2 separate regions of the Mus musculus genome follow, and region 1 is linked to region 2. The links are chromatin contacts, called in public HiChIP or PLAC-seq maps. All regions are on one chromosome and are shown on one strand. Each heading gives the region's core, a stretch centred on a gene start, on an enhancer-like site or on the middle of the called end of the contact. The rest is flanking DNA. Distances are from core to core; before and after follow the strand shown.

Region 1 (2,700 bases), core at 61-2,560, 390 kb before region 2:
AGACCCTGGACACTCACCTGTGTTCCTCTTGGAAGCCTAGTGGTCAGTCTCCTGTCAGTGCCCTGCTGTGGCCTGTTACATGCTCACTTTCCCAGCCTTTTTTACCTCTGTCCTTATGACTTTACCTTGACCCACCTCACACATGCAGACACCCGACATTCCACAGACTCATCTCTTCTTCTGCTCTCTACATCTGCCACCCATAAATTTGCCCTGAAAGTATTTACAGAGGGCCTTTTGGCTGTCACGGACTGTGGCAGGCACTGTGGAACTCTTGGTGGTGGAGGTGGTCACATCTTAGGGGACTGTCACTTGTGTCACTCTGACACAAGACACTGCTCTCTTACTCTGCCCCCACACTTTCCCTCACACCAGCTCTGAGCCCAGGAACAGAAGCCAGCCACAGTTCTGCTCACCTGCCCATCTGCCTAGAATGCACCCCAGCCAATTAGCTGGCATCCGGCTCCCAGCGAGACAGAGTAAGATCCAGAGAGGCGGGAGATGACCCATTTGGTACCTTTTCCTCAACATCCACTCTGGAGGTTGTTTCTGGTCCCAAAGGTGCACTGTTACCTGTTCTTCTAAGGATGGGGGGTTTCCATCCCGTCCCTCAGGTCTGAGGATGGCCCTCACCTTCTAGGTCCCAGATATGGCTATTTCCCAGTGATGAAGTAAGCCTTTTGCTTCCTCTAATCTGAAGAAACACTCACGGGTCTTAGGGAAATAGAGCAGGAGAGGTCACATAAAGCTTCTGAGGTTTAGAAAATGCTCTTTTGTGGGCTGGCAAGATGGCTCTGCAGGCAGAAGTGCTTGCTACCAAGAATGATGACTTGAAATTAGTTCCCAAGGACCCATGTGGTGGAAGAAGACAAAGATGTCCTTTGACCTCCACATTCACACTTCAGGGTGAGTGAGAATGCACACGCACAGGTGCACACACACATGCACACACACACACACACACGCACACACGCACGCACGCACGCACGCACACAGGCACAGGCACAGGCACACGCACAGAGAAAGAGATAGAGAGACAGAGAGAGGCAAAGCCTCCCGGGAGTCCTAAAAGGTACTCAGAGCATGGGCAGGATGCTGTTATCCATGTGAAAGGTGGGCCCTGAAGATGCTCTGGACCAGGGCCCACAGAAGCTAAGTCTTTTCCCCACTTGGTGGATTTGGGAACCACCTCAAAGGAAGCAGCAGGATGGAGAGAAACCCAGGTCTTTGGCAATCTCTCATACTTCCTCCAGCCTAGAAGCTGGGGCAGCCCCAAGCTCTCAGGCTAAAGATCTTGGCACTTGCCCAGCCTTTTCCTCTACCCAGGGTGAGGTCATGTGCAGGGAGGGGTGATGGGAGAGATGTTGATTGCTACTAGGGCCGTAGCTCCAAGTCAGAAATGACATAACACCAGCGTAACTCACAGTCCCCTTTCTCCCCACACCCTAAGAAAGCCTGGCTTCCAACACAGGTCTCTCCCCCCATGGGGGTTATGTCTGAGCTAATTCTGTTGGTCTTTTCCAGACCTAAACTGAAACAGAAGGTTCTGCCCTCTACCAAGCCTTGGGACAGGACTGTGGGTCTGATAGACAGTAGCACCCCGTCATGGATTCAAATCTCCCTTGAAGTACATCCCATCCAGTGCAGAAATCAGAGGAACTATGTACTTCCTGTTATGCCTGGGCATGGCTACTCCAAAGGCTGCTCTGCCTGTGGGTATCATGGACAGACAGACACTGGAGCTCTGGGAGCAAACTGAAGGGACATGATCTAGGTCTCCAGGCTAAGATGAGTCCCCATGGTGGGAAGGAGCATCTTCCTTTCGAGCCCAGCAGGTTGAGGGCCTACCAGTCACAGGGAAGCAGATGGTGGCTATCAGAAGTCCATGACAGTGAATGAGAAACAGATAAAGCTTAGGGCTCCTGGCAGGAACAGCTAGGTGGACAGATAGACAGACACAGTAGGAAGCCAAGCTGGAAGGGTCAGAGGGAGAGGTCATTTGGGAACTTGGGCAGTAACTTATCAAAACAACAGAAAAAATGGCTGATGAGACAGAGTTTCTGGCATAAAAGACAGAGCGGAGAGGGGAGGCTCCGCAGGCAGCTAGAGTCACAGCACCATCAGAAATGACGTGGCAGCAGGATAACTCACAGTCCCCCTTCCTCTTTACCCAGTAGAATGACTTCTCTAGCCTTTGGGTTCTTTCTCTCACTGGGATAGTTTGGGGTCAGGCACCATTAATAAATACATAACAGTTCTTCTGTCTCTGAATACAGAAGGCTTAAAGGTTCCCCTTTGGATACAGTGATCAGATACACTAAGAAACTCTTGGAGGCCCCTCTATCCAGGTTTGTAATGCTCCCAACAAGTATACATACATACATGTGTGTACACACATTTATGCACATACATGCATGCATGCATGGACACATATTCATGCACACAGTCATGCAGCACATACACACTAATACACACTAATACACACACTACACACACACACACACACACACACACACACACACACACACCCCTCTGGTAAGGGGTGAGACTTCTCTGCTTTGAAGAGACTGTTATGTTAAATTCAGGATCCAGCTGCCTGCCTCAGGCTGGGTTCTCTGCAGACCAGACTCTAAGATGAACACTGGTGTTTGTGGGAAGGAAGGGATGTGGCTGTACTGGATGAGAGAGAGCCCCATCTGC
Region 2 (2,700 bases), core at 104-2,603:
TGCTTCCCCATAGGAGCGTTTGGAGTATAGATGCATGCACCACTGCACCTGGCTTTACATGAGTTCTGGGGAATCGAACTCAGGTCTTGATGCTTGCTTGTTTGCTTGCTTGCTTGCTTGCTTGCTTGCTTGCTTGCTTGCTCCTGTGCAGGTACTTACCCACTGAGCCATTGTGTAGCTCCTGCTCCGCATTTACCATCTTTCCTGTGTTACCTCTAGTAGTAGAGTGGAAGCCCTGAGAGGAGAAATTTATCTTGTGTGTATGCATCTCTCACCCCAAATACCAGGGCGGTGCTGTATTCGTGAAGATGTGGGAACAGCCTCCAGGGTACTCAGCATCTCCAGGTTTCCATTTCTCACCAACCTCTTTGAAATCAGCTGATATCCCCATTCTTCATTTTAATCACCCAGCCTAATTTTGACATTAGGCTGACTGGTGGAGACCTTTTAAAAAACATTCACCTGTTGCTCTGAGGATTCAATAAATGAATAAAAGCCAAGCATGTGGTCTACAGCTGCGTGTGGGTTAGCTGCTGTCATTAAGAAATGTCTGTGGGTTGGTGTGTTAATCTTAGCTCTTGGAGGGCTAAGGCAGGTAGATCTCTGAGTTGGAGGCCAGCCTGGTCTATACAGTGAGTTCTGTGATAGCCAGGCTATGTAGAAAGACTTATCTTGGGGTTAGGGGGAGAAAAATAAAAGAAAGAAAAATTGGATGGGACTGGCAAGCTTGCTCAGTGGGGTAAAGGCACTTCTCTTCTACCCTGATAATCTGAGTTCAATCCCCAAGACCCACAGAGTAGAAGGAAAGACCAAATTCCTGAAAGTTGTCCTCTGACTTCCACACACACGCTGTAGAGCATACATGCCAACACACACACTCCCCTCCCAAGTCGACGAATACATACATGTAATATTTTTTTAATGTTTATACTTGCCAGATGTTGCGGCACTTACCCCCAGTCTCAGCACTTCGTAGGATGAGGCAGGGGGATCACAGGTTTCAGGCCAGCTTTGATATCAAGGTCTAAAAAATAAAATTTAAACAGCAGCTAGGTGTGGTGGCCTGTGCCTTTTAATCTCTGGAGGCAGAGACATCCAGATCTCTGTGGGTTTGAGGCCAGCCTGGTCCACAAAGCAAGTTCCAGGCCAACCAGCGCTACACAGCCCAGTCTCAAAATAAAAATAAAATAAAATAAAATAAAATAAAATAAAATAAAATAAAATAGAAAGGGCAGGGAGGTAGGGAGGGCCAGAAGAGCTTGCTTTGGTGGGTGGCTTTAGCTGAGTGCTCTGGGTCAGTCTTAAGTGTTTCTATGTCTGGCCTGCAGGTGGCAGCATGCCCCGGGCCTCCTTGTGATGTCAGGAGGCTGGACAGCCAAGAAAGAAGAAAATGGACTCCCTCCTTCTGAAGACTTGCCTGGAAGCCAGCCCCGAGTGAGTGTGAGCTTTTGCAGCCTCCTGCGTTAGATTGTAGGCGCTGATGTGAACCACATGTGTTCTGTGTTGGAGTTGTTAGTTGATATTCACAATTCGTCTACAAAACCATAATCTGTGAAACCAGCTATCTTTTTAATGTTGCAGGGAATGAAGGACTCCGGGTGGGAGTGGGGAAAGTGCACCCCAGTAGCTCAGCAGGTGTGTGGTATGTTGGAGTGTGAGGTATCTGTGCTAGGCTCTTTAGTCGCTCTCACAGCTGCTCTGTAGTGCTTCAGGGTCCACTGGGGACTTATCCTGGCTCACCAGATCCCGATTTCTGTCAGCCCTAAGGCCAGACTACTCCCTTGATCACCCCACCCACAACCCATTAGTTTAATAGCTTACTTACCCTAAGACCTTATTTGTGCTTCAGTCCTTTGAGGGGCTGGAGAGACCTCAGGGGCTGCGAATGCTTGCGGGTGGAGAACACATCCTTTTCTTTCTAGAGGACATGAGTTCCGTTCCTAGCTCATAACCCACCCCTGGAACTCCAGCTCCAGAGACTGATGTGTTCCTCGGGCCTCTCATGGCACACACACACACAGCTGTGCACATGCACAGGCACAAAAAATAACGCTTTAAAGAAAACTCAGTGGACTTGAATGGGCTGGTGGTCTATTTTTTTTTAATCCCATTTTGTTAGTGTTTCTACCAAATGTTGTATTGTTGTTGAGATTACCTCTGCCTTTTCATGCCAAAGTCACTGCACCCCTCCTTCCTTCTACCCGCCCTCCCTGAATTTCACCTGCTGGGCTTGGTGTGATGACTGTCCCTCAGCTGCGATCCCTTTAAGTCCCCACCTGAGAAGGTTCCTGTGACATCAGCAGCAACCTTGGTGGTCCCTGTTGCTCAGCCCCAACCTGGGTCAGCTTTGCTCCACACTGTCTTCATCCTATGGAATTCCAGACACTCAGCTGGAATGTTGGATCTTAATTTTACCAAACACCCTGCTTAAGAGAGAGGTTTTGCTGGGCGGTGGTGCTGCACGCCTTTAATCCCAGCACTTGGGAGGCAGAGGCAGGTGGATTTCTGAGTTCGAGGCCAGTCTGGTCTACAGAGTGAGTTCCAGGACAGCCAGGGCTATACTGAGAAACCCTGTCTTGAAAAACAAAAAACAAACAAACAAAAAAAGAGTGAGGTTTTTATGGTTGGAAGAAAGAGGTATTTTGTAAATCAAGTTTGCTTTTTGTCTTTTGCCTAAAATTACTAATTTTTAAAAAGTAT

Evidence for each region. HiChIP or PLAC-seq counts read pairs in DNA pulled down with a chosen protein or histone mark.
Region 1: an H3K4me3 HiChIP or PLAC-seq map of bone marrow-derived macrophages shows a contact between it and region 2, with 4 times the contacts expected there. The contact joins two enhancer-like sites. A contact is called at or near these places in 2 of 115 datasets of contacts at active chromatin or transcription factors (bone marrow-derived macrophages and pancreatic cancer cells).

What each region holds. Positions count from the first base shown.
Region 1 is chr11:54,235,786-54,238,485 of GRCm38.p6, reverse strand. All of the region lies in intron 4 of Gm12223 (a long non-coding RNA gene), which reads right to left. Among named protein-coding and RNA genes, the nearest start is that of Csf2, 13 kb to the left of the region's middle. Within about 2 kb of position 1,310, at least 35 of the 459 cell types and tissues checked have an H3K27ac peak or open chromatin away from gene starts, as enhancers often do. A contact at or near this core is called in bone marrow-derived macrophages and pancreatic cancer cells, where this site is marked.
Region 2 is chr11:53,848,739-53,851,438 of GRCm38.p6, reverse strand. Gm12216 (predicted gene 12216) reads left to right here. Exons shown (of 4, transcript NR_033332.1): 2 at 1,329-1,434. Among named protein-coding and RNA genes, the nearest start is that of Gm12216, 9.2 kb to the left of the region's middle. Within about 2 kb of position 1,353, at least 91 of the 459 cell types and tissues checked have an H3K27ac peak or open chromatin away from gene starts, as enhancers often do. A contact at or near this core is called in bone marrow-derived macrophages and pancreatic cancer cells, where this site is marked.